2 separate regions of the Sus scrofa genome follow, and region 1 is linked to region 2. A link is a contact called in public HiChIP or PLAC-seq data. All regions are on one chromosome and are shown on one strand. The core of a region is the stretch at or near the end of the contact, and the rest is flanking DNA. Distances in the headings are between cores, read along the strand shown.

Evidence for each region. HiChIP or PLAC-seq counts read pairs in DNA pulled down with a chosen protein or histone mark.
Region 1: a contact with region 2 is called in an H3K27ac HiChIP or PLAC-seq map of alveolar macrophages. The contact joins the promoter of ARV1 here to the enhancer-like site in region 2. A contact is called at or near these places in 1 of 5 promoter capture datasets (liver), 4 of 47 Hi-C or Micro-C datasets (brain, embryonic fibroblasts, retroperitoneal adipose tissue and 1 more) and 1 of 2 datasets of contacts at active chromatin or transcription factors (alveolar macrophages).

The regions. Positions count from the first base shown.
Region 1 is chr14:59,407,601-59,410,350 of Sscrofa11.1, reverse strand. ARV1 (ARV1 homolog, fatty acid homeostasis modulator) reads left to right here and starts at 1,358. Exons shown (of 6, transcript NM_001243293.1): 1 at 1,358-1,596. The coding sequence starts at 1,393. TTC13 (tetratricopeptide repeat protein 13) reads right to left here and starts at 1,223. Exons shown (of 21, transcript XM_001926644.5): 1 at 854-1,223. The coding sequence starts at 1,118.
Region 2 is chr14:59,274,258-59,276,957 of Sscrofa11.1, reverse strand. TRIM67 (tripartite motif-containing protein 67) reads left to right here. Exons shown (of 10, transcript XM_021072335.1): 5 at 4-157. Among named protein-coding and RNA genes, the nearest start is that of TRIM67, 28 kb to the left of the region's middle. Within about 2 kb of position 1,312, at least 2 of the 83 cell types and tissues checked have an H3K27ac peak or open chromatin away from gene starts, as enhancers often do. A contact at or near this core is called in alveolar macrophages, where this site is marked.

The DNA.
Region 1 (2,750 bases), core at 109-2,608, 130 kb before region 2:
GCCTTAAGGGAACTCGCGGAGGGCAGGAAGAAAGGGAAAGGGGAGGGAATTAAAGGGTTAAAAAGAACTACGGAACTCATAAACAAAAAAAGTACCTTGCCCCTGAGGAATCTGCCATGAGTTATTAAATTGAGGCCAAAAGCGCCCAATCTTAATGAATGAGCTGGCCCAGTTCCAATACACACACAGCTCTGATACACATGGGCAGGGTGCCCCAGGGCACTTTTTACGCCCTGGGAAACACCTGACAGATCACAGGTCAATCTTAAACAACTAGAAGCAAGATGTCAATGAGCAGATCCAATGGGCTTGCTCTTTTGCTCCCTTCTTTTTCCAGGTATCAAATTTTTAGACTCTGTGTTTAACACAAGACGTCAACCGGGAGGGGCGGATATCTCGTTTCCAGGCCTAAGATGGGCCAGGCATCACGGCTCTGGACGCGGGTCCGGTCCTCCTGGTCTGTCGGTACTTCCCTAGGCTCCCACAGCCCCCGTGGGGGCCGGGGGCTGCCCTGGAACACCTGCCATCTCCTCCTCCACCCTTTCAACAGTTATGAGGACTGCGGAGAGGCCGCCCTGGCCTCGGGAGCATGCTGTCAGCTCTTTCACTATTCACCGCCCTTCCCAAGGCTGCCTCGGCAGAGGGGCGCACAGCGGCGTGGGTGTGAGCGGTGGGAAGCGGCCCCGGCGTGACACCTCGCGGAGCCGTCTCCCGCGGGGGCACACGCCGCGGCTGGCGGCAGCGAGACCTGGGCGGCCAGCAACATCGGCCCCGGGGCCCGCAGCCCCCAAGGCCCCGCCACCCGGCGCTCCGCTGCGACCCGGACGCCCGCCCGCCGCCGCCGCCCACTCACCGCCGCACTCGGCCGAGTACTGGTCCCCCCAGTCCCCGGACTGCGGGCTGCAGCCGCCGCCCGCCGGGGCCTCCTGCTGCTGCCGGTGCTGCAGCTCCTGCTTGAGCAGGGACAGCGGCGAGTAGTGCTCGGTGGCCAGGGCGCCCGGCCGCGGCCCAGCGGACAGTACCCCCAGCAGCAGCAGCACCGGGACGCGCCGGGCGGCGCCCGCGGCGGCCACAGCGCCGCCCCAGCAGCCGCAGCAGCCGCAGCCGGCAGGTGCCATCTTCCCTCAGGGCGCATGTGCGGCGTCCCTCGCCGCGCGCTGCGGCCTCCCAGCCCTTACCCGAGGCGGGCAGGTGGGCCTTGGCAGGGGGGCTGAAGAAAGAGAGTGGCGGTGCCTGCTGGGAGTTGTAGTCCCATATAGGCCAGTCTGGGTCCCCCTGTCTGGGGCCGGGACTGCGAATCCCATCAAGCACTGCGCGCGCAAGGCTTCCGGTCTGGCGTCTGACGTCTGCCCCGCCACTGAATCGGAAGTTCTGGGCTGCAGTTGCGTGGAAATGGGCACTGGTGGGCGGAGTGGGCTTCGGCCAGGCAAGGGGAACGCAGAAGGGGTGACAGCGGGAAAGGGGAAGGCGGATGGGGTGGCAGTGACTCCTACTGCTGCCTCAGCCTCCTGCCAGTACAGGTGTATCGAATGCAACCAGGAGGCCAAGGAGTTGTACCGAGACTATAACCACGGCGTGCTGAAGATAACCATCTGTGTGAGTTGTCAGCTGTGGGGTTCCTTGGGGAAAAAATGGCGCAGTGAGATTTGGGGAGCGTGAGCGACCATGGAATCTGTATCAGCTGTTCAGGGTGATAAAATGTAAAAAATCAACAGTTTCAGGGTCTTCTAATACAGACTAAATTTTGACGCTCGACCTTCCCCGTCGAATGTTTGCCTGAATACCTAGAGTAGTAGAGAAGTCACACCCCACAGTGCTTTTCTCAGATCCGTCACGTTTGCTGACGGATCCTCGGACCTGATGGATGCAGGCGCTGTGCCGAGAAATTTAAAGGTCAGATTAGGTTGACGGTAAAGCTATTTCATTCTTAGTTGTTTTCCCTCTGATAGACAGATGTTGCCATCTTTGCGCTTCATAACCTATGGCGAATTCTCTAGATATTTTTTCAGGTTTCATCCATTGTGGTTATGGAATGGACAGCATTGTGTATAAAGCACTGTGCTAGACGTTGGTGATACAAAAACCAAAAATGAGGAAGTAAAAGTTCTGCTTTCAAAGTGTTCATAGTCTCTTTATAGGGAATGGTCCTTTGTTTTAAAAGTCATAAAATTGGGAGTTCCCGTCGTAGCTCAGCGGTTAACGAACCCGACAAGCACATATAAGAACACGGGTTCGATCCCTGGCCTCACTCAGTGGGTTAAGGATCCGGCGTCGACATGAGCTATGAGCTGTGGTGTAGTTCGCAGACCTGGCTGGGATCCTGCCTTGCTGTGCCTCTGGCGTAAGCCGTCGGCTACAGCTCCGATTGGACCCCTAGCTTGGGAACCTCCATATGCCCTGGATGCTGCCCTAAAAAGACAAAAAGACCAAAAAAAAAAAAAAAAAAAAGGTCATAAAATTGGAAGTTCTTTGGGGGCCATTAGCAAAGAGTCTGTCACATTATGGGTAGTCACTATGTTTTTCTCCCATTTCCGATCCCATTTCTATTAATCTTCATTCCAAAAACACAGCACATAGTAATTTACCAGGGAGCAGACAGTATGAATATGTACCAGTTTCTGACTGTCAGACATGGTAATCACTCTGGTGCATGCGATCCCAATTTCCTGTTCTTTTTCCACTCACTTGGCAAAATTTTGACCCTGGTTAAATGCAGCATATTGCCTACTCTGTCCCTACCTACCCTTGCA
Region 2 (2,700 bases), core at 63-2,562:
AAGATCTCAGACGCCCTGATCAAGCGTGTCCAGGTATCCCAGGAACAGTGGGTCAAAGGCGCCCTGGAGCCCAAAGTGTCTGCGGAGTTTGAGCTGACCTTGGACAGCGAGCCACTGCTGCAGGCCATCCACCAGCTGGACTTCATCCAGATGAAATGTAGGGGTGAGCCGTGGTTGGCCCAGTTCAGTCGGTGCCTCTTCCGGAAGAGGCATCGACTCTGCGGGGCAGCTTAGTGCCATCGCAAGACTTGTAACCCTGGTGTGAGGCTGAGGGAGAGGGAGGGACCTGTGTCACAAACCTGGGGTTGGGTCCCAGCTGGGCTGCCCTCCAGTCAGGTGACCTGGGACGGGTGGCACCCTGCCTGAGCCAGACTGTTCCTCTTTGTGACAGAGGACAGTTTGTGCTTTCAGAGATACCTGTCGAGTTGTCTACTGTGTGCTCGGCACCGTCCTAGGTGCTCAGGACACAGCCCTGAACAACTCTGCAGCCTCCCTTCCAAGCCTGAGCTGAGGTACTAGAGAAGGAATAGACAGGAGTTCCCATTGTGGCTAAGTGGTTAACAAACCCGTATCTATGAGGACACAGGTTCGATCCCTGACTTTGCTCTGTGGGTTAAGGATCTGGAGTTACTGTGAGCTGTGGTGTAGACTGGCAGCTGCAGCACTGATTGGATCCCTAAACTGGGAACCTCCATATGCTGCAGGTATGGCCCTAAAAAGACAAAGAAAAAGGGAGGGAATAGGCAGCATGCAAACACATCTATATACCATGCAACTGATGGCATATGGTGACCTGATGGCGGCAAGTTTGACAAACAAGGTGCTTTTTGAGAGGGACTTGGGTAGACACACGGGAGGTGGTATTTTGTGGTGAGGAGGAGAGCTATGCAAAGCAAGGGAAGAACATCCCAGGAGGCAGGGGGATGGCAAGAGCAAAGGCCCTAAGGCAGGAATAAGTTTTCTTCATTCCTCAAAGTGCAATAAAGTCAGAGGGGAGAACACAATGAAAGCAGGAGCAGGAGTTCCCGTTGTGGCACAGCGGAAATGACTCCAACTAGGAACCATGAGGTTGCAGGTTAGATCTCTGTCCCTGCTCAGTGGGTTAAGGATCTGGCATTGCTGTGGCTATGGCGTAGGCTGGTGGCTACAGCTCTGATTAGACCCCTAGCCTGGGAACCTCCATATGCCGCGGGTGTGGCCGTAGAAAAGACAAAAAAAAAAAAAAAAAAGCAGGAGCAGCCAGTAGAGTTGAGTTCAGAGAGCCATGGGAGACTCAGTTAAGTAAAGTTTGCATAACTCTGGGTTACAAAATGAGCAAGCAAGGTCATTCTGCCTACGCCACAGCAATGCCGGATCTGAGCCGCGTCTGTGACGTGCATCACAGCTGATGGCAATGCCGGATCCTTAACCCACTGAACAAGGCCAAGGATCAAACCCAAGTCCTCATGGATCCTAGCTGGGTTCATTACCGCTGAGCCACAAGGAACTCCAGCTCTTTGGGTTTTTGTTGTATTTATTTTTTTTATTTTTATCTTGGCCATGCTCATGCCATGCAGAAGTTCCCAGACCAAGGATCGAAACCAGGCCACAGCTCTAACAAACACAGCAGTGACAATGCCAGATCCACTAGACCACCAAGGAACTCCTTTTTGATTTTTTAAAATTAGAATATCAAAGGGCAGAGTATCGCATCTACAGAATCTGTGAATTCAGGAAAAATCTTACTCGCAAAATATGTGACCGTTTTAAAATCCCAAACAGCAAGTCTCTTTTTGTGTGCCTTTGTGCTCACTCCCACACTCTGCACCTTGGGTGAGGTTTGGAAATGCCATCTACCCCAGGTGTCAATGAGACGTGGCGCTGGAAGCCGGAGGAGCCTGGCAGAGGTGGGGCACTCGGGAAAGGAGGCAACTTGGAGCTAGTCCAGGTGCCGCTCCAGACGGGATGGGGTAGTGGGATCCACAGGGGGTGTAGGGGAGCAAGCAGCAGAGCCCAGGGATGGAGAGAGGAGCCTTCCTCACCAGTAACCCGAGGTCCGGGAGGAGCAGGCTGCGCCGAGCCAGCCCCGAGACCACGTCTGCAACAGCACGGGTTTATACCCAACCAAACTTCAACTGAAATGTGGAATATTTGCCCTAATATTGGGACGCAAATCAAAATTTGTAGTCTTTACAAAACTAATGTTGCAATTTTCCCTTTGAAAAATGTCAGAGTGGGCTATTTGTATTTCTAAAATCTCTTGAGCCTGAATATAGCTGGAGAATAAAAACATTCTCCAATCTCCCCTCAATAGAACTTATGATTCTGATACATTTGATTCAAAGCCCCAATTCCGTGGGTTGACACTCTGATACTCTATTGCCTCTCCTTCAGGGATCCAGTTCCCTGGGCTTTAACGTGCTCCCAGCCAAAGGTTTAAAGCTGTCTTTGCATTTTGCCACCACCCCCCAGCAGTACCTTCCCAGCCCCAGGAAAGCTGCAGGCTGGCCCTTGGGGAGGGTGTGTGGACACCCTGCTATGCTGGGAGGCACCTGGGATCCAGCTCTGCCAAAAGACCTCCTGAGCTCCTTGTGGGGCTAAGAGTCAAAACCCGTGTTTCTCACTGAGTGGGTGAGGTACGGACCCCTCTTCCTTAGGGCTGCAGATCAGAGAGGTGATGGCACCTGCCTCTCCTCTCCTCCTGCCCATCCCCAGGTTCCA